Linked DNA regions of Zea mays: all the other regions are linked to region 3. The links are chromatin contacts, called in public Hi-C maps. All regions are on one chromosome and are shown on one strand. The core of a region is the stretch at or near the end of the contact, and the rest is flanking DNA. Distances in the headings are between cores, read along the strand shown. Region 1 holds the start of LOC100279939. Region 2 holds the start of LOC100272724. Region 3 holds the start of LOC103650755 (serine/threonine-protein kinase TIO).

What was found. Hi-C and Micro-C count contacts between places; a contact is called where the count stands out from the background.
Region 1: a Hi-C map of leaf shows a contact between it and region 3, with 5 times the contacts expected there. The contact joins the promoter of LOC100279939 here to the promoter of LOC103650755 in region 3. A contact is called at or near these places in 3 of 25 Hi-C or Micro-C datasets (ear, leaf and tassel).
Region 2: a Hi-C map of leaf shows a contact between it and region 3, with 4 times the contacts expected there. The contact joins the promoter of LOC100272724 here to the promoter of LOC103650755 in region 3. A contact is called at or near these places in 2 of 25 Hi-C or Micro-C datasets (both in leaf).

The regions. Positions count from the first base shown.
Region 1 is chr3:153,477,864-153,482,086 of Zm-B73-REFERENCE-NAM-5.0, reverse strand. It overlaps LOC100279939, which reads right to left and starts at 2,488. Exons shown (of 6, transcript NM_001320481.1): 1 at 2,297-2,488; 2 at 1,895-2,155; 3 at 1,551-1,569; 4 at 934-1,335; 5 at 415-834; 6 at 1-332. The coding sequence starts at 2,409.
Region 2 is chr3:152,893,115-152,897,934 of Zm-B73-REFERENCE-NAM-5.0, reverse strand. LOC100272724 reads right to left here and starts at 3,202. Exons shown (of 2, transcript NM_001147177.1): 1 at 2,999-3,202; 2 at 427-1,782. The coding sequence starts at 1,761. The coding sequence ends at 727.
Region 3 is chr3:153,167,308-153,171,804 of Zm-B73-REFERENCE-NAM-5.0, reverse strand. LOC103650755 (serine/threonine-protein kinase TIO) reads right to left here and starts at 2,205. Exons shown (of 23, transcript XM_008676326.4): 1 at 1,853-2,205; 2 at 1,605-1,718; 3 at 1,404-1,478; 4 at 1,105-1,197; 5 at 932-1,006; 6 at 747-839; 7 at 236-299. The coding sequence starts at 1,694. LOC103650756 (crossover junction endonuclease MUS81) reads left to right here and starts at 2,156. Exons shown (of 11, transcript XM_008676327.3): 1 at 2,156-2,554; 2 at 2,984-3,057; 3 at 3,182-3,247; 4 at 3,323-3,411; 5 at 3,506-3,648; 6 at 3,745-3,817; 7 at 4,089-4,247. The coding sequence starts at 2,343.

The sequences.
Region 1 (4,223 bases), core at 1,239-3,738, 310 kb before region 3:
GTGATAGGCCCACGAAACCAGAACCGGGCGTGGAGCACCCACGCGACGAGGCTGAGCACCAGCACGCCGCCGACGGCCACCGGCGTGTAGTTGAAGGTGTCCTTGGCGACGGGGTACGCCACCGGCAGGCAGAAGAGCACGGTGACGAGGGCCACCCATAGCACGGCCACCGAGCCGACAGCGATGCCGCATCTCCCGAGGTGAAATGGCCCTGGGACGAACGACTTCCTCGCCGTCGTCACGCGGAAGAAGATGGGCAGCGCGTAGGCGATGTAGAGACCCAGCGTCGCGATGGACACCATGGCCTGGAACGCCACCTGGCTCCCCAGCGACTGCATGTGCACAGATGTGAGTAGTGCGAGCAGTTGAGAAGCTGAGGAGATGAAAGAGCTTTCGCATCGCATGCATGCACACCGTGAGTGCCATGACGAACGCCACGGACACAGAGAGCCAGACGACGTTGAAGGGCACCTCCTGCTTGTTCACCCGGTACCAAAGGTGCGAGAACGGCATCGCCCCGTCCCTGGAGAAGGCGTAGCCCATCCTGGAGTTGCTGGTGACGCAGGCGGTGCCGCAGAGGAAGACGGCGACGGCGATGATGACTAAGCAGGCGATGCCGCCGGCGCCGGTGCCGTATCTCCGGCGGAATGTGTCGTACAGGGCCTGAGCAATGGCGTACCCGCCGGCGTCGTTGCCGGTGTCCAGCAGGTACGGGATGTCAGTGACCACCGACGTGAGAGCCAGCAGGTAAACCCACCCGAACACGCTGGAAAGAGCGACCGAGTACACGATCCCCATCGGCCCGCTCCAGTCCGCCTTCTTCGTCTCCTCCGTCTGCAATATATAATCGACCGACCGTGCTCGTTCAGTTGAGATGGACACATCAGCGCAGCGGCGTCCATGCAGACGAGGGCGGGCGTGTTCAGTGGTCACCATGTGAGCCGACGTGTCGTAGCCAATGCTGGAGTACTGGCTCATGAGCAGCCCGACGGCGAGGATGTAGGCCTTGCTGTGGATGCCCATGCCGTTGTCGGTGTTGAGGTGGGTGAAGACGAACTCGGCGCTCGCCCTCTCCTTGGCAACCGACGGGACCAGGATGACGAGGACGAACACGCCCGCGACGTTCCACAAGGCTCCGAGCTGTCCGAACCAGGAGAGCCACTGGATGTGCAGGCTGTTGATGAGGCCGTGCACGACGAGGATGGCGGTGTAGATGGCAAGCACGACGTACTTGGAGGCGAGGTAGCCGCCGCCGTTGGCCCCACCGGTGCTCAGCAGGATGATCACCTGGATCAGCTGCGCCAGCGAGAAGTCCACGCTCGTGGTGCACGCCCACTGCGGGTGCACGTACGGCGATTTGATCAATCAGAGTCCTGATGAGATGACATGACACTAGTACGCTTATGACTGCACTGCAGCTGCATCTGCAGATGAAGGTTATTGATCCTCTTTTTGCAAAAAGAAAAAAGAAAAGAAAAGAAAAAGGAGGAAACAAAGAAAGAAGAAGATTCTTGGATCCTGTGAAGTTGGAGGGAGAATGTTGTGTATACCTGCCCCACGATGTTGAACCTGCAGAACAGTATAGAAGATAAACTTGATTAGACTACTGGAAACATGATTGGGAAGACGCGCCATGTCGTCATCCATGGCATCATGGTGAAAACAACAGAATTAAACAAGACGCTTTAGTTTCAAAAGATAGATATTTCTGAATCTGATAATCTGCTGCTGTTTTATTATTATTATTATTATTATTGAAACGAATCGAATCTTACGGTCTGTTGTTATCTGGCGCGAGATTGCGGAGGGAGCTAAAGTTGTAGTAGTCTATAGTACTATTTGATTACTATAAAAAATATATATGTTTGCGAAGAGGAGGAAGAAGGTACCATACCATCCGGTGACCCAGGAGGCAAGTGGAGCCCATTCGTTGCCGGCGAGCTTGGCGCTCCAGTAGTAGAGGCCGCCGGAGGTCGGGTAGGCGGAGCAGATCTCCGCCATGGACAGCGCCACGCAGCCGTTGAAGGTCGCCACGACGAGCCAGCCCAGCGTCATGGACGCCGGCCCGCCGTAGCGCAGCCCGGTGTTGTAGGTCGTCGTCACGCCCGTCAGCACGGAGATGATGGCGAAGGAGAAGGCGAAGTTGGAAACAACGCTAGAAATATACACATATATATAGGTAGAGGGTAGGAGCTCGATCAGCAGAGGCAGCTAGCGGCGGCGCGGCAAAGAAATAACGAACGAACGAACGAGCTGAGACTGGAGGAGGAGCGTTGCACCGGCAGCGCGCACGTACGAGAGGCCGCGCTTGAGCTCCTGCTTGTACCCCAGCTGCTGCAGCCGCGCCCGGTCTGCGTCGGCGGCGGCCGGGGCGGCGACGGGAAGCTCGCCGCCGCCGACGGTGCCCATCTCTCTGATCCGGCCGGGGCGTGCGCGCTACAGTCCGACAGGATGAATGTGAATGAGGAGACGTAGGATGTGTTTGGTTGTCTGGCCCAGCCTGAGCCTGGTCCAGTAAGAGGACCAGGCTCAGAAGAGCCCGGATGTACCGAGCCAACAAAGACTGTTTGGTTGCCTGGTCCAAATAAACCAGGCTCATATTATACATTGTTTGGTTCCCTTTTTTTTAGCTTGGCTCAATTAGGTGGGTTGTCGACAGTTTTCTTCTGTACAATGAAGCTCCCGCCAAATTTTAAAATTTTAAACGCTACTACACAAATTACAATAGATTTGAACTAAAAATATAATCACAGATTACACACAGAAATTATCACAGATTGCACAAATTACAATAGATTTGAACTAAAAATATAATCACAGATTACACACAGAAATTATCACAGATTGCACAGATTACAACAGAAATTATCACAGATTGCACAGATTACAACAGAAATTATCACAGATTGCACAGATTACAACAGAAATTATCACAGATTGCACAGATTACACAGATTTGAACTAAAATTACAACAGAAATTATCACAGATTGCACAGATTACACACAGAACACTTGGTCCTTCAAGATGAACAGAACACCTCCTGAAACTGGGAGAGCACAACTGAACCACCACACACTTTGCACAGAACAAACAGGAACACCACACACTTTGCACAGAATAAACTGGGAGAGCACAACTGAACAGTCAGAATCCACTTTGCACAACTGAACAGTAAGAACAAACAGGAACTGAACATAAGAACAGGAACCAACACACTTTGCACAGAAATAAGAACCAAGCTCAGGACTTTCAAGATGAACTGAACACTTGGTCCTTCAAGATGAACAGAAGAAGCACTTTGCACAGAAACTAGGTTCACTTTGCACAGAAGCACTTTGAACAGAAGAACCAAGCTCCATAAACATCACTATACCAGAAATTATACCAGAAACTGACTGTGTCCCCTTGATCAACAGTCAGTGTTCAATATAAACAGTCAGTGTAAACACCATAAACAGTCACTGGTTATCATCACTGGTTGGACATAAACAGGGAAGTCAACAACTCCATAAACAGTCAGTGTATAGTTTTCCGCAGAAATTATTATATAGATCACATAAATTGCCTCAGAAATTATTATCAATTACAATCACTTGATCAACCCATGAGAGTAAATACAATAAATTGCCTCAGATTTGTATGAATAAACACCTCATTTGACCATACATGGGAAAACATAGGGCAGATGGAGAAATCAGATTAAAGGATAGAGTATGTTTGGTTGCCTGACCCAAAATAAAACCAAGAGCAAGGAAAACAAAGCAGTAAGTCAAACTCCCATGAATGGTCATCAGTCAAACATATTTCATCATAGGCAAAATTCACAAAATGAGCAAGGAAAACAAAGCACCAAGTCATACTCCCTTGATTGATCATCATTATAAAACATATCATCATAGGCAAGTAAAGGCAACAGTTAAATATAAAATCATCACAGACCAAAGTCTCAGAATTATTAATTATCATCCACAGTTCCAGATTCAGTGTCATAGGCATAGAGCAAAGTATTAGGCGTATATCAAAGTACTACGCATCGAGCAAGGTGCTTGGACATAGGACTGGTCTGGCATCATAGACATAGGACTGGTCTGCTCAAATCTTTGCAAGGTGCTGCCTTAGCCAAAGCACACGGTGTTTAGGCTCCATCTTCACAAGGTGTTTACCAGCACCAGCACCACTATGAGAAGGGCTGGCACCAGCAGAACCAGAGGCAGTAGCACC
Region 2 (4,820 bases), core at 1,953-4,452, 270 kb after region 3:
TTATTGAATATTTTAGTAAAGCATATGTTTTATTTAAAAATATATATAGCAATTTTGAGACACGTTGATGGTCATAACAATCTATTTTTAAATGTTTTCTCTTTCTTGTATGAATTTTTAATCTATAACAAATTTATAAACAATTTAAAAATATATTTCTAGGTAATAACATTTTTTTATTTGTGATGTGATTGGGTCGGCATAGCATAACCATCGGTTCGCCGTGCTTTGGCACGTGTCATGCCTAGATTTTGGTACGACATGTTTCAGTTCGAAATTATTTCGTACCATGATGACCTGTAAAAATGGCCACTATAGGTCCGGGCCGTGTCAGCCGCTCAGCCCAACTTTCAACTCTATTCTTGTCCATGCCAGCACTCCCAAGTAATCTGCCTGCTTGCAATCAACTGCAACTTCGTTCTCCATACATTGAACGATGGTTTATGATGAATTTTATTAAGACAAATATGTCAATGATGATACACATAGCTTTATGACGAATCTTACACAGTAATGCATATGGTTTTGGCGCGCCAAGGTGCCACAAACTATGGTTTGTAACAAAGTTATACAGATGAATTATACGCAAATCAATTTCCCCTTCATCACAAAAGAAGGATGCTCACCATGGCTGGCTGGTATGATCTCCATCCAGCAAGCAATACCGACAAAACGAGTTGTTCTTGGCATTATGGAGTTCGCAACTACCATGAGCGCAGTGGCTCATCATGCTTTGCTCGTAAAGCTGAATCCAGTCCCTTGCAATGCATCCTCTACGACCTTGTCTAGCCTCTGCGCCATGTCCGGCGTCATATGGTTGCTCCAGTCCCCAGCAACTCCCTTCCTGAAGTAGCTTTCGTTCTTGACCCCCAACATATTGCTTCCATTTCTGTTCACCTCCATGTCCCTCATCTTGCCCAGGCTACACAGCTCCACGATGGCGCTCACCACCCCGTGCTCCTCCTCCTCCTCAGAAAATCCACACCCCATGAACTTGGCGAGCTTCCTGACGTGTGCCTCGGGATCAATCAGCATCTCCTCGTACCGAAGGAACAACACCCTGTCAGGCCTCCTCACGCTCTCCTCCCAGTACTGGAGGACGTGCTCCCACTGCGGGCCGCACATACAGCGACCATCACAGAAAAGCTCCAAGGCTTCCTGGATCGTGAACGATCGAGCGTCAGCCCCCAGCGCCGACGCCGCCTTCCTCGTGAACAGCCAGGCAGAGACCAGCGCGTCCTTGGGTTCCCGGCAGACATACACGATCCGGCACCCCGAGCGCTCCCTATCCCCGGTGATGCTGCCGGGCAGCAGGGAGTAGGGGAGGTGCGTGGCTAGCACGCGCGGGGACGGGAGAGCCTCCAACTCATCCTTCTGCTGGTTGAAATTAGCATCGAGGAACCTGACACAGTCATGAGGGTTGCAACGACGCAGCGGATGGTCGCCATCCAATGGCGGATGCGTGGAACGCTTCAGCGTCGCGAAGGCAAGGGCCTTGAGCCAAGTGGTGCCAGACTTGGGGAAGCTTGCGACGAACACGTCGGTGGGTCTCGGCTTGAAGCAGGAATGAATGCCGGGGAGGTCTGCCTTCAATATTACCTCAGGCACCCAAAAGTTGGCGTACCGGCGGAGAGGGAACGGTGGGCACCTGGTCTCGAGGGGCAGCGAAGGGATGATGCTGGCTATGTTGGAGTGAGGAGGACTCGCCAATGGTGATGCTGCTTCTTGTGCATTGTTCCCTGACTGCCTGGAAGCCATCATCCAGTTGCTTGCTGCAGCAGCCTACATGAGAACAAAAAATCTTGTCTCTCAGTTTAAAGTAAATATAATAGCGAGAAATTATGGTACATGTAAGGTAAGAGAGAAACCAAGTTTCACTAGATGATGATGATACTCAAGTTATCACCATCAGACCAGGAACCATTAAATTCAATGAACATTAACATTGAAATCGTTCGCATTGCAAGTCACTAACAGTGGAGCTCCAACTCACATTAAGAAGTACCAGGGGGGGGGGGGGGGGGGGGGGGGGGGGGGGGGGGGGGGGGAAGGGCCAACTACAAAGTGCTCATGCTTTCAAGGTGTTGAGAAATTTTGCACAATACTAGTCTTTCACAAGATCGGGATATTGCTCCAAGCAGACACAAAATCTTAATTGGTAGCATGCCCATTCGGCCCAAAAATAAAATCCTAATTGCCATAACTCAACATCAAATGAAGAAAGAATAAAGTGAATTGGCTCTGGTATCTTCTCCACAGCCCAACAGTCCATCGGAACCAGGATATAAAACCAGTACTATTTGTCGCGTTTTAGTTCAAAAATAAGCTAGCTGACGACAAATATTTGAGAACGGAGGTAGTACAATTCTTGCTTGCAAGATTAAACAGCTGATTATTCACTGACTCGACTCAAATTCATGATACCCCAATGCGACCATCTCAATTGTCACTGCTTAATTTGGTTCTATACTTTTTCCCATACTTGAAAGTTGAAACTATTGTTATGCATATCTTCCACTCAGCACAAAAATATCAGCAGTAAGCCAGTACCTTATAGTTGTGACTATGTACTTACTTCTAATTACCCTATTACATTTATGCAAAAAAATAATCATAAAAACGTTGAGATAATCATAGCCACCAGCAAGTCCATCTGCCACATAAAATCCAGCTATGGACTAACTGCAACTACGGGGAGGTTCATGCCCACATCAAGAGCCTCCCAACCCCAACTAGCAGCGACAGTATGGAGTCCCCAACCCTCACTAGCAGCGATAGTTTTCAGAATATAATAAGACTGAGTGTCTGAGTCCTATATGCGGAGCGGAGCGTAGCGTAGCGGATAGATTACGGGCTGTTTTGGTGACTAGCGATTTGGGATTTGGAGCGGATCCAGAAAACCAGTTGCTATTCAAAATTGGATAGGAAGGGTTTTCTTTCTTAGGGATCCCCTCCAAATAAATCCCTGGTCACCAAATCATCTAGGGATTTGACGCACCTGAATGAACAACTGACAGAGACAGTTTTCAGACAGAAATAGTCATCAAAATGCGGAGCAGCAGGCCGTGTTGGTGCCGGCAAACTGGTCGCGTGTCTCTCCCCGAATGCAGCAGCTCCTACAGTAGCACAATTGGAGATGGAGAAGATGGCCTCAGCTGAGGTTTGTTTTTGGCCACTTGGCTCTTGCTATTCTCAGATCACGTGGATCTGGTGGGTCGTCGGACGGCATGTCACCGTCGGCTAGATGGCCTCCGTTGTGGCCCAGATGTTTACATCACGTGCCCATGGGGCGGATTCCATCGTAGAGGTGAAAACGGGTGAAATATATCAGTTGTTTATCGGATATTGATAATATAAATATTTATTTTTGTAATATATTCGGGTATTTTTAAACTCGTGATGGATACGTAGTACAGCTTAGAATTTGAGTCAGACACGGAGCAAAGACTAACCAAATATTCAGGTCGGATACGTGTATCGAAGTTTTAGGTACCTATTTTTTTCTTTTTCTTCATAATCTCTATTACCAACTCCCTCTACCCACAAAAGTTTGTCATTCTCACTTTTCGAGGAGTCAAAGACTTTGACCACATTTATATAAGAAAAAAATTAATATGTATAGTACATAATTGGTATTATTAGATAGATCTTTGAATCTACTTTTGCAGTAAAATTATTCGAAGATATAAATATTGCTAATATATTCTACAAATATAGTCAAACTTAAGAAAGTTTGACTTGCACGAATACCATTGCGACAAACATTTGTGGATGGAGGGAGTATTAAGCACGTACTGTACTGTAGACCTTTCGTCCGCCCTCGGCCACACGATGTGTGTCATCCCCGCCCTCCTGTCTGCATCCTCCGCTCCCTGCATAGCCCGCCCGCCCACCTCGCGCTCGCATCTTAGACTATCTCCAGCAGCTTACCTATACCCATATTCAAACTCCACTCTGCGAATAGTGCAATCTACAATGCAGAATAATGTGAAACAGTGTTTATGGGTAGACTTTGGGTGAACTGCTGGAGTCGGTCTTAGCTCCGTTGTCGGGAAATGTTCCTCGCCCCCCAATGGACCCGCCCCTAGATAAACCTGTGGGAGATAGATATCCCATGTGTTATTATAATCACACTAGGTATATACTCGTGTGTTGCTACAAAGTCAATATGTTATATTAAAATATATAAAGATACACAAGGATTAATTGTCATTCTATGCTCTTGTCAGCGTCTCTTAAATATTAAAGAGGTTAATATACCTTAAAAACTATATACATATGTGCTTGTACTTTGCCATGGAAATTAAATATTAAAATCGCAAAATTCATACTACGGTTTGTTGTAAGATATAAATGTTATAAAAAATGTAGATAAAAAGGCATTACAAAAAAGATATAGTCACTACCGGAATCAATAGCTTTGCCGAGTGCCTGAAGCACTCGGCGAAGCCTTAAAAACACTCGGCAAAGCCTTTGCCGAGTGTAACACTTGGCAAAGAAGACTCGGCAAACAGTGCATCGGCAAAGACTTCTTTGCCGAGTACTTTTTCTCGGGCACTCGGCACAGATGTTTGCCGAGTGCCAGGGAGCACTCGGCAAAGAAAAGCGACCGTTACGACGCCGGGTGACGGAGACGGCGGCTTTGCCGAGTGTCGACGGTGACACTCGGCAACGAAGATAGCTTTGCCGAGTGTCTTCCTGGCAGCACTCGGCAAAGCCGCCTTCTTTGCCGAGTGCCAATTGGCGCACTCGGCAAAGAGCCCGCCAGAGAGGGTCCCCATGTCAGGCTCTTTGCCGAGTGTTCTGTGCGACACTCGGCA
Region 3 (4,497 bases), core at 956-3,455:
CTCATGTTAGTTTAGAAAATCAGAGTATCAGAATGTGGTAGATCTACCAACAGGTAACATGTGGCTAGCAGGAGGCTTCCTATGATCCAGAGAATATGAAATGAAGTATTCCAACCAGCATATATAGACTTAATTACAGGCTACAAGATGAGGAAATTATTATTTTTCGCGTTTGAGAAAAAAGGAAATTATTTTTTAAGATGACAACTACCACGTCAAGATGAAAAATAGATACCTTTAATGGAGCGTAATACAACAGTGTTAGCTGACATAGCACGAGCAAACCCGAAGTCACAAAGCTGTAAATAGGCAAGAAATAAATGAAATTTCAACCATTGTAGCGTAATGGATAAGAATCGCAACTTGAAGACATAAACAACAGCGGATAAGCGAACATTAAAGGCGTGAATCAAGGCCATCAGGATGAAAGCTCATTCTAATAAAATGATTGCATACGTCTAGCTGCCATCATACTATAAGAAACTTAACAGAAAACTGAAACATACCAGATAGAATCAATAAAGTACACTGGATCACGAAAAATAGGAGTGTGTACGTTAGAATAACTGACAATTCAACAATAGATTAGCTACAGCAACATCTTGGAGATATGTGTACGGTGTACCTTGAAGCATCTACTATACATCGTACACTAAAGAAAACTTGATAAAAACTTCAGGATTCAGGAATGGAAAAAAAGACAAGACATTGGCAGGTTATGCATGCCAAGATAGAAGAGAGATTACCTTTACAATAGATCCTTTCCCGATAAGGATGTTCTGAGGTTTCATATCCCGGTGAATAATTCTATTGGAATGCAAGTAATACAATGCTTTCACCTGAAATGAAATATGTTGAAACCATGAAGGGAAGACGGACGGCCAAAACAACTGGCCTGCTATTGTGCAGGGTGCCAGAGCGATGTGCATACCAGCTGCTTAGCAATTGCCTGAACTTGTTCTTCTGGAAGGCATTTATCATCCTCGAGCACCTCAAACAGTTCTCCCTGAGACAAGCATTTTCATTAGAGTTAGCCAGCTGCAAACAATTGAAACCAGTCAAAGATGAGAAAGGACAAGGTAATCAAACTGAGTTCTTGTGTACCTGAGCAAACTCTGTGACAACACAAAACTCCTGAGGGGTTTCAAAGGCATCGATCATTTCAATTATGTTCTCATGTTTGAGTTTCCTTAGGATCTACAGAATTGTGTATGACATCAAGAAGTGAAATGGTATAATGAGATAAGGAGCGCCATTGCCTAATAATGCTAATTTGACAAGCACAACCGAATCGTAGCGGACACCACATCAGAATTATAATTTTTGTAGCCACTCCCAATTCTTTGTTTAATAACAACAAAATACCCAAACCCGAAGTACATGTAGAAATAGAAATGGTTTACCTCAATCTCCTGCCTAAGGTTGTGGATATCCTTATCGGTCTTCCCGTGCTTAAGAATGAACTTCATGGCGACCGTCTGAAACAGAAGCAAAACAGGAGAAAACAAACTCTATGAAGTCGAAACCACACAAAGGGAGTTCATCTAATCATCAGATGGGCCCAAATCCAGCGGGCCCAGGACAGAAGATGGGGAGACGCTGACCTGCCGAGTGTACTTGCGCCTGCCCTTGTAAACCTTGCCGAAGGAGCCCTCCCCGACGAGGTCGATGACATGGTAATCCTCTATCCCCATCTCGTACCCAGCAGGCGCAATAATCTTTGCAAAATCGAAGTTAGTCGGCAGAAGATGCTTGTAGATAGATCAGATCCGATTACAACTAGCCGTTAGGGTTTGGAATTTGGATGCTCGGTTTCGCACAGTAGTAAGGGGAGAAAAAACGGCGGGCGTACCTGGTGGGTGCTCGTTGCTGGCGAAAGCGGCCCGGGCACCTGGCGTTGGGCGGCGGCGGCGGTCGCCCACTCTTTTTTTTTTTTTTTTTTGAATTCTGCCCGCTCCTCAGTCGTCGCCAATCGCGGAGAGAGGGAGCTCGGCTGAGAGAGAAGAGAGAAGAGAGAAGCGAGCACGCGGCGGGGTGAACGGGGGAGAAAATTTGAACAACGGTTATTAACGAGTGGGCGAGCAGGCTTGGAGTCGAACTAAAGCCCACTAAGGATTGCCCTTCTAGATGGACAGCCCAGCCCAAGCCAGCTTGCGAAGATCACATGCATCGTGAGTCCCGACCGCAAAATTCAAATCAGTTCGAGCTTCGAACCATTTCAACGGTGACCTGTTCTTCCCCACCCGGCCACGGCTACGGCCACGGGTCACCCCTCCACCCCAAACCCTAGCACCCCCGATCCAGCAGCAGCCCCCCTCTCCGAGCTCCAAAACCTCTCAGAGATGGCGGCGCCGGCGCCGGCGTTGATGCAGCTCAAGGTGCGGATCCCGGAGAACGAGGAGGTGGCTCGCTGCCTCCACGAGAAGCGGCTGTCTATGAGGGAGCAGCCGGCCGGTTTCAAGGAGCACCTGGACCGCACGTTCGCCAAAGCCTACCGCAATGTCTGCGCCGCCAATGAGCCCATCCGGACTCTCAAGGAGTTCTCCAAAATCAAGTACTAATTCTTTCCTCCTACCTCTCCAATCCATTCTTTTTTTGTCCGTTGCTGGGGTAAATGCTACACTGAGAGAGGAGTTCGATTGAATTTTTTTTGTGCGGTTATTGTTGGTGGGAATTGGAATTGTCTTATTTTGAGCTGTAGTTGGATAGGAACCGGATCTAAAAAGCTGTGTTTTTAGTAACATTTCAGGAATTGGGATTGTTTTCATATCTTGGGCTAATATCAGAAACTTGTGTTTGCATTGCTAATCAATTCTGTAGCTTTTGTTAGCCTACAAGCCGCAATGTGCACTATGATTCTAGAGTTTTTTTTTTCATGAAAGAAATACGCAACCTACTATTTGGTAGTAATACAGTTCTGGACTTTTTGAATAATTTTGATTTACATAGCTGGATGTTTCTAATACTCTATCACTGTGTGCAGTGGTGTAGGACCATGGCTCATACGCTGTATGAAAGGCTTCTTTGCAGAGTCCAAGCAGGATTCTCCAGCGAAAGGTAATGTAGCTGGAGAGTATGGTAACGATTTTCATGCTTAACTGTCTGCTGTTTCAAAATCTTTCCTTTTCCACACCAATTATCTTTTCTGTGAAATCTGAAATGGTGTTGTTTATTCTAATAGGAAAGAAAACAAGAGTACCAAAGTGCTGTGTGACAAAGAAGAAAACTGCTGCTTCTGCTTCTCTTGGTAGCATTATGCTTGCTATAATATTCATAAAAAAAGCATTATGATTTTTATTTAATTCCAATACTTCTTTTGAAGGCAAGGGACCTCCTTCCAACTTAAATTGTCAGAATGCTCAGTTTTCTTCATCCCAAGGAACATTGGAGCTGCAACCATCTGGTAAAACGGTATGTTTGATTCTTTTTATGGATAAACCATGTGCTGCACAGTACTGTCCCTTTTACAACTTTCAATTGCAATATGCTGATTTTTTTGTCCCAGGGTTCTACTGACTTCAATATGCTAGACAAGGATGTTGTATCAATGAACAATTGTATACTGGCTATGCCACCTCGTCAATCAAGTGAAGAGTTTCTTGAAGCTTACGAGGTTGTTCTGATATTGGATGATCGTGAGAATTTTGGGTTTGTATGATCGTATCCTACTAATATAAAATAAGCATTATATATTTCGAGACATATCAGAATTTTGTTCTCATGGTTGTTACCTTTTTTGTGTAGGTATTGTTCAAGAAAAGTTGCTTCAAAAAAGGTTGCTGATAACATTGGCTCGCAGTTTAACGTACCTGTAGAGGTTAGTTGTAAACTGTCTCTGAATAATTATTTTGTGGTCTACAATTCTACATACCATTTTCTAGATTCTTAAAATTATGAGGAACCTTGCAACTTTTATGATTCTATCTTGCTTATAAATATCATGAGCACCAGCCTATTGATGATGTACCAAATGTGTTTGTTCTTTTTGAACATATATAAAAGAAGGGCTATGATGCTTATTTTGATATTTTTGTGTTGTCTTCCAGAGAAAGTGATTCGTATTCTTCTGTTTAAACCTTGTCATCCAGGTTAAACGTTTGCCTGTAGGTGATGGCATATGGATCGCTCGTCATAAAAAAAATTTTACAGAATATGTTCTAGATTTTATTGTTGAAAGGAAAAATGTTGCAGATTTAGGTAGTTCAATTAGAGACAATCGATACAAAGATCAGAAAACAAGGCTGCAGGTACTGTTTGGACTTTCATTGACTACATGTTATTGTTTAAAACCTGAAATGTTCATTTCCCACTTGTCTCTTTCTTCAGTTTAAATTGTTCAATATTCCATGTCTCTGCCGTTGCTTGTTTCTTGTGATGATCCCATTCGGTAGTTGTGGAAGGCTGGAAGCTAAACGTTAAAAAGTAACTTTTTGTCACTATTGTTTCTAATATGTGAATGATTCTCCTATGCAGCAATCAAAATGATGATTAATAATT